Regions from separate parts of the Sus scrofa genome. Here region 1 is linked to region 2. The links are chromatin contacts, called in public Hi-C maps. All regions are on one chromosome and are shown on one strand. Each heading gives the region's core, a stretch centred on a gene start, on an enhancer-like site or on the middle of the called end of the contact. The rest is flanking DNA. Distances are from core to core; before and after follow the strand shown.

Region 1 (4,034 bases), core at 119-2,618, 81 kb after region 2:
TGTAAACCTGTTTTCTGGTGCTCAGAGAAATATTTTCATCTGGGCCATGAACCCGGGCTGGCACAATTTCCCTTCACTACCATTCTTATGAAACTCACTATTCCTCTTCTGCTGGAAAATTGGGCACTGAAAAGCTGGTGTAAGGTAAAAATGAGGTAAAAGCTTTAGCTCTTTAAGACCAGGGCTGTTCTACCTAAAGCTTTCTGTATAGAACACTCCTCATTTTGCCTGCAAGTTGTATCCAATTAAATTTAAAAGACATCCTTTTATTTTTCAAAATGTGCTGCTTTCTCTTTGTTCCTTGGCTAAGATTTGGTTTTTGGCTCAAGCCTCAATGTCATAGTATATGTAACATCATTCTGTCACTAATAGGAGACAACTTTACTAGTGATTAATGCACTGTAATTTTTGGCTCGTGTCCTATTTTACACCCCCACATCTCTAAGCCTGCAGACTAGATCAGTTTCTCTGGGAGGCATAGGCAGAGAAAAGGGAGAATAGACGATACTGAGATGTTGTGCATGTCCTCTGAAGGGTCTCTGCTCCCTATCTCCAGTCCTGGGTAAACCCCCACCCCTACGCTAGGCCCCAGGGTGAGCCATAAACCCAAAGAGAGATTTGAATACTGCATGCCTTAATATCTGTCCCACTTCCCATAATTGGAAGTGAGGAGGCAAGAGAGGAGGAAATACTATTAAGGGCAGGAGTTCCTGTTGTGGCACAGCTGAAATGAATCCAACTAGTATCCATGAGGATGCCGGTTCAATCCCTGGCCTCCTTCAGTGGGTTAAGGATATAGCCTTGCTGTGGCTGTGATGTAGGCGGCAACTGTAGCTCTGATTCGACCCCTAGCCTGGGAACTTCTATATGCCACCGGTGCGGCCCTAAAAAGCAAAAAACAAAAACAAACAAAAAAATATATATATATCATCCCATCAAACAGTAGCCTGCATAGTGGGGACAAGTGACAAAGGCAGCTTGAGGAGGAACAGCATTTAAGGGACAGCAGAGCATCAGTGAAGTTGATGGAGGAGGAGGAGCACTGGATGGCAAAGAAGAGCCAAAAGGAGTGCCTGGAAGCGCTGGTTGGGGTGTTTCAAGAGGACAGCAGAGACTGTCTTGGGTATTTTATCAAATTAGGGCTAATTTCCTGACTTTTAGACTAGACACACTTTTGCTGATTTCAAGATAAGGGATAAAGTGAAATTTTCAGAAACTAAGTGATAAAACTGTTAGACTAAGCTTATTCTTGTTGCTTCCTTCTTCTGCACAAACATATTAAAATTACCCAAACACTAACCGTATTGTCTCAGTCCTGGGCAGCCTGCGGTGTGCGGCTCCAGGATCCTGCTGTGAGGAGAGTAGCTGGCAAACAGCGCTCTGCTGCACTCCTTGGGGAACCACGCTCTGGGCAGGCTGCGCTGAGCCAGATTCAGTATAGGGAGGTGGGCGGGCGGTACCAGAGCTGGGCCAGGCCTTCCCACCAGTGGGGCCCCAACCAGGCAATCTTGGCTCTGAGGCTCCCTGTTGGCCCCACTGAGGCTTTCTCCCAGCTGAGCAGCACTGGAGTTTGATGTGCTCCCTCCCCAGCGCCCCTCCCTTCTCTCCTTTCACAGCCCTCAGACCTTCAGGCAGCAGGAGGCTCCCCCGCCCACTCCTGCCCCGCCCCCACCTTTCCTTGTCACAGACTTTTCATCTGCTTCCTGGAGGACCTGCTCTGCCACAAATTTTTGTGAAAAATGTTTCTTCTTTTCAACGTCTGAGCAGTCTTGGACACACCTACTTCTCTCCCCTGTACTTTGTGAGAAAGCAAACCCAGAGAACCTTCTCCATAACCCAGAGGCTGCTTCAAAAAGGGAGCAATGCTTTGTTTTTTAAAAATGATCTCCTTTAGGATGGGCATTAATTTTGGATATGGAGAGTTTTTCTTTTTGGCCACATCTGCGGCATATGGAAGTTCCTAGGCTAGGGGTCATATCAGAGCTGCAGCTGTGGGCCTATGCCACAGCCACCGAAATGCCAGATTTGCTTGTGGCAATGCTGGATCCTCAACCCACTGAATAAGGCCAGGGACTGAATCTGCATCCTCATGGATACCAGTTGGTTTCTCAACCCGTTGAGCTACCATGGGAACTCCTGGAAGGTTTTTTAACAAGAGCTTTGCACAACTGCATATTTCATCTGATGCCATGTGTCAACGAGCACTCTTCCTTGCTTAATGACAATACAGAATCATTCATAATTTGCTATTCTCATAGTCTTTTTTTTTTTTTTTTCTTTTTAGAGCCATACCTGCGGCATATGGAGGTTCCCAGGCTAGAGGTCTAATCAGAGCTATGGCTGCTGGCCTACACCACAGCCACAGCAACATCAGATCCGAGCCACCTCTGTGAACTACACCACAATTCACGGCAACGCCAACTCCTTAACTCACTGAGTGAGGCCAAGGATCAAATCCACAACCTCGTGGTTAACTACTTGGATTGTTTCTGCTGCATCACAAAGAACTCCTCATCTAATTGTTAATTCAGTATTTCCATAACATGCCTGATAGAGTCTTAAACTTATGAGCAAAAAAGGACTCCTCCCAAACTTGCAGCCCTTTTCCATCCATAGCTCCCTCCCCCAATTATAATAATGCCAAAACCTAAGACTTCGGCTGTCTGTCTTCCCTCCACCTCCCTCCATCCCAAATCACCAAGTCTTGGCAATTTTATCTCCATAGTATTCTGAGTCCATCCACTTCTCTAAGGTCTCCACTACCCCTAGTCCATCTAAGCCATCATCACCTCCTACATGGACCACTGCAATAGTGTTCTACCTGCCCTCTGCTTCCACTACTGCCCTGCAACTCATTCTCTGCATTTCAGCCATGGTGAAGAGTGTGTGTATACAAGTAACAACTTTTTATTTCATTGTTTTCTTTTTTTAGCACCACACCTGAAGCATATGGAGGTTCCCAGGCTAGGGGTCAAATCGGAGCTACAGCTGCCAGCCTACACCACAACCACAGCAACGCAGGATCTGAGCCACATCTGTGACCCACTGAGCAAGGCCAGTGGATCGAACCTGCGTCCTCATGGATACTAGTCAGATTCCTTTCTGCTGAGCATAATGGGAACTCTACACATGACAATTTTAAAACATATACACATAACCTATGATGGAAAAGAATCTGAAAAAGAATATATGTACATATATGCATGAACAATGACTCACTTTGCTGTACACTTGAAACTAACAAAACATTGTGAATTAACTATACTTCAATTAAGAGAAAAACCCTATGTACACAAATAGGATAGTATCATGAACCGTCTTAATCTCATCGCAGCAATTCCAGAAATAATAATAATAATAATTATTATTTTTTCAGTGCTGCACCTACAGCATATGAAAGTTCCCAGGCCTGGGGTCAAATCAGGGTTGCAGTTGCCAGCCTACAGCTCAGAGCAACACCAGATCCCTAACCCACTGAGTGGGGCCAGGGATCGAACCTGCATCCTCATGGATACTAGTCAGGGTCATTAACCACTGTGCCATGATGGGAACTCCAATTCCAGAAATTATTAACAATTTGTCAATCTAGTTTTATTTAGCTCCCCACCTCAATGTTTTTCTTTAAAAAATATATCATTTGAAAACAAATTTAAGGGGTTCCCATTGTGGCTCATTGGATTAAGGATGCAATGTAATCTCTGTGAGGATGCAGTTTTGAGCCCTGGCCTAACTCAGTGGGTTAAGAATCCATCATTGCTGCAAACTGTGGTGTAGGTTGCAGATGCAGCTCAGATCCAGTGTTGCCATGGCTGTGGCATAGGCCAGCAAATGCAGCTCCAATTGCACCCCTAACCTGGGAACTTCCATATGTAACATAAAAATAAAAAAAAAAAAAGGGAAGAAAAGAAAAAAAACGCACAACCCCCAGAACAAATTTAAGAGGCCATATTATTTCAGCCATGAAAACTTCAGTCACTGTCTCTAATAGAGGAGGATTTTTATTTTTTTATTTTTTTTTTTTTTTTTTTTTTGCT
Region 2 (3,815 bases), core at 1,266-3,765:
ATCAAATATACACCACAAATGAACCTTTCCACAGAAAAGAAACTCATGGACTTGGAGAAGACTTGTGGTTGCCAAAGGGGAGGGGAAGGGGGAAGGAGTGGGATGGATTGGGAGTCTGGGGTTAATAGATGCAAATTACTGCCTTTGGAGTGGATAAGCAATGAGATACTGCTGTATAGGACACAGGAAACTATATCTAGTCACTTATGATGGAACATGATGGAAGATAATGTGAGAAAAAGAAAGTATATATATATATGTGTGTGTGTGCATGTGATTGGGTCACTGCTGTACAAAAGAAATTGACAGAACATTTTAAATCAACCATAATGGAAAAAAATAAAACTCATTAAAAAAATAAAATAACATTTGGGGGAAAAAAAGGAGTAAAGAATCAAGGACTCGGAGTTCCCGTCGTGGTGCAGTGGTTAATGAATCCGACTAGGAACCATGAGGTTTCGGGTTCGGTCCCTGCCCTTGCTCAGTGGGTTAAGGATCTGGCTTTGCTTTGAGCTATGATGTAGTGGGCAGAAATGGCTCGGATCTGGCGTTGCTGTGGTTGTGGCATAGGCCGGCAGCTGTAGCTCAATTACACCCCTAACCTAGGAACCTCCATATACCATGGGTTCAGCCCTAAAAAAAAAAAAAAAAAAAAAAAAAAAAAAGCAGCAATCTTCTATTACCAAAGCCATTGGTACAATTTAATATTGTCTCTAAACTGTCTAGAGACCAGAAGAGTACAGTCAACACAATACAGGATAACTGCCTACCAGAGAGTAAACAAAGGAAGCTATGATATGAGAAAAAAAAAACCCTGGAAGTTTCTACAAGCCCTTAAGTTTCATGAATAAAATTTAGCCCCTGGAGAGTTACTGCTATGGTGCAGAGTTAAGGCTACAGGGTTGCAGCAGCTGTGAGAGGTCGAAGCTACAGCTAAGATGCCATCAAGGGCTGAGAACTTCCATATGCCGCAGATGACACCAAAAAAAAAAAAAAAAAAAAAAAAAAAGCCCACCCACCGTAAAGGTGAGTGCATATATGCAAAAAGTCCTTCCACCTAGGAAAATCTTAACAGCTGGAGTTGATTCGGATATCTTAAACAGTATCAGTTTATTGTTCGTCTAAAGCTATCTGAACGTGAAATTAAAACTTAAGGCTTTCCTAAATTTATACAGTTGGATGGGCAAGGTGCCAACATCCTAGCCTTTACATTTTCCCTCCAGGATAAGGAATCATATGGGTAAGTCATAATCATATGGACTTTATGTTAAACTCATAAAACAACACAAATTTCTTATTCACTTATTTATTTGGTGTTTTGAGGGCCGCACCCGCGGCATATGGAGGTTCTCAGGCTGGGGGTCGAATCCGAGCTGTAGCTGTTGGCCTAAGCTCCAGCCACAGCAACGCGCCATATCCGAGCAGAATCTGTGACCTACCCCACAGCTCACCGCAACGCCAGATCCTTAACCCACTGAGCGAGGCCAGGGATCCAACCCGTGTCCTCATGGATACTAGCCTGGTTAGTTAACCACTGAGCCACGACGGTAGCTCCACAAATTTCTTCTACACGGAATTGTAATAAAGGAATGCCACGAAAATTCTAGATAACGATGCTGCCATCGAAATTCTTTTGTTGATACAATGAACCCTGGGATAGTCACTCAAAGACGGTGGACGCCTTGACATTTTACCCTGCCACAGGCTAGGGAAGGCTTCTCTCCATGGCATCGGTGGGTGCAGCCCTCAAGGCCAGAAACCTGAGAAACACAATCAAGTAGTCAAAACAGCACCCTTCCGGATAAGAGCTGGGTTCAGAGAATGAGGAATTCTTGAAAGGATTTGCCCGAAAATGTTACCGCAAAACAGAAACTAGTAATAGCGACTTCCCATTTATTTTGCATAACAATTAAAATGTGCGAAGTTCATAAAGGCTGGGCAGGACGTCACCCGCGAGTTCACAGCCCCGCCCTCAGCCGCGGGAACCTTCCTCCCAGGGTGCAAAGCAAACTCGCCTCCCGCCCCTCCCACCGCTCAGGGCAGGTCAAACCCCCGCCACCCGCCTCGGAAGCCGCCCTCGGCGCGGGCGCAAGGGAGAACGGGACACCCAGACTTGCTGGTCCCTAAAGACCAACCTTAGCGTCCCGGTTCTGTCACACCCGCGGTGGGTCTCAACTCCGACTTCTGAAGCTCTTTCCCCCCCGTCACCCCAAGACCCACCAGCCTCGTTTCCTCCTCTTCCTCGGGCTTCCACCACGGACCGGGTAGTCCGTGTTACCTAATGATCGCTCTCCAGTCTCGTATTTACATTCTGCTTGCCCTTTGCCCACCGGAAACGGAAATTATGCCCGACCTCCTACCTGCTTGCCTTTGGTGGCGGGACTTCTAAAAAAGGGGGCACGCCGACCTGGGGTGTCCGAACTCTCCAGAGAAAGGAGCAGGCAAGCCGAGACTCTGCGCCTTTCTCAGCCGCAGTCTTTTCCCTGGTACCACAAATCCCAGAAGTCACTGCGGCCGCACCGACCCCATGACCCTCCGCGGCTGGTATGCAGGGAGCGCCCTCTAGCGGTAAACGAGGGCCTACAACGCAGTAGTGCAGGAAACCAGCTGCGCAAGCTGAGTGTGCGCGCGGAGAGAACCGCCCTGGCGGTACCGGGCGACCCATGCAGTCAGCAGACGAGGCGCATGAGAACAGTTTGGGGAGGGTGCTTTACAGACTAAGTTGATGAGGTCGGTCAGTCGCAGAGGACAGAAAATAAATAAATGGAGACACGTTAACTCAGGGAAGTGTTCAGGAAATTGAAAAATGAAGATGGTCGATCTCAATGTCTGTGCAAAGGAAGATCATTTTTCTAGACCTGATTTTCTCAACTTCAATGCTGCAACATTTCGAACTGAATAATTATTTGTTGGGAAAAGGGGGGCTCTCCCGTGCGCTGCAGGGTTTTAAGGGCATCCGCCGTCTCTACCCATTAGCTGCCATTAGCATCCACTATCACCCCTTCATTTGTGACACCAAAAATGCTTCCCTCCACACGTTGGCAAATGTCTCTGGCAGAAAGATGGGTCCTCCACCTCTGCCCCATTGAGGATCACTGATGTGAGACAATAATTCTCCAAAGTTTATCCCAAGACCCCCAGGGTCGTCCAGATCCTTTCAAAGTCAAAACTCTCATACTAACATAAAGGCATCCTTTGCCTTTTTCACAATGTTGACATTTGTAGTGAGAGTGGAAAAGCAATGATGGCTAAAACCACCAGCACCTCAGCACATCAAGGCAATGATACCAAGCTGTACTAGCAGTCATTGCAAGCATCGCATTTACTGTAAGAAAGAAAAAAAAAATGCTGTCACTCAATGTCCTTGAGAAGCAGTAAGAATTATTTTATTAAAATAATCCAAGGAGTTTCCATAGTGGCTCAGTGGTTACGAATCCGACTAGGAACCATGAGGTTGCGGGTTCGATCCCTGGCCTCGCTCAGTGGGTTAAGGATCCAGCGTTGCCTTGAGCCATGGTGTAGGTAACAGGCAGCTCAGATCTGGCATTGCTGTGGCTGTGGTATAGGCCAGTGGCTACAGCTCCTATTAGACCCCTAGCCTGGGAACCTCCATATGCCACAGGAGCGGCCCTAAAAAAGGCAAAAAGTCAAAAAGACAAAAAAAAAAAAAAAAAAAATCCAAGTACATATTTCCTTTTTAATATTCTGTATGACAAAATCAGAGATACTGATAATGTGACTTTGCTATATAATGAAGTATGATGTCTCAAGTTAAAAGCACATGTGAGGAGTTCCCGTCGTGGCTCAGTGATTAA

What was found. A called contact is a pair of places that touch in the nucleus more often than the background predicts.
Region 1: a Hi-C map of retroperitoneal adipose tissue shows a contact between it and region 2, with 1.7 times the contacts expected there. The contact joins the enhancer-like site here to the promoter of TTC33 in region 2. A contact is called at or near these places in 1 of 5 promoter capture datasets (liver), 7 of 47 Hi-C or Micro-C datasets (alveolar macrophages, embryonic fibroblasts, liver and 4 more) and 2 of 2 datasets of contacts at active chromatin or transcription factors (alveolar macrophages and skeletal muscle).

What each region holds. Positions count from the first base shown.
Region 1 is chr16:25,821,138-25,825,171 of Sscrofa11.1, forward strand. No RefSeq gene overlaps it. Among named protein-coding and RNA genes, the nearest start is that of CARD6, 19 kb to the left of the region's middle. Within about 2 kb of position 1,369, at least 25 of the 83 cell types and tissues checked have an H3K27ac peak or open chromatin away from gene starts, as enhancers often do. A contact at or near this core is called in alveolar macrophages, retroperitoneal adipose tissue and subcutaneous adipose tissue, where this site is marked.
Region 2 is chr16:25,739,447-25,743,261 of Sscrofa11.1, forward strand. TTC33 (tetratricopeptide repeat protein 33) reads right to left here and starts at 2,516. Exons shown (of 5, transcript XM_021076656.1): 1 at 2,361-2,516.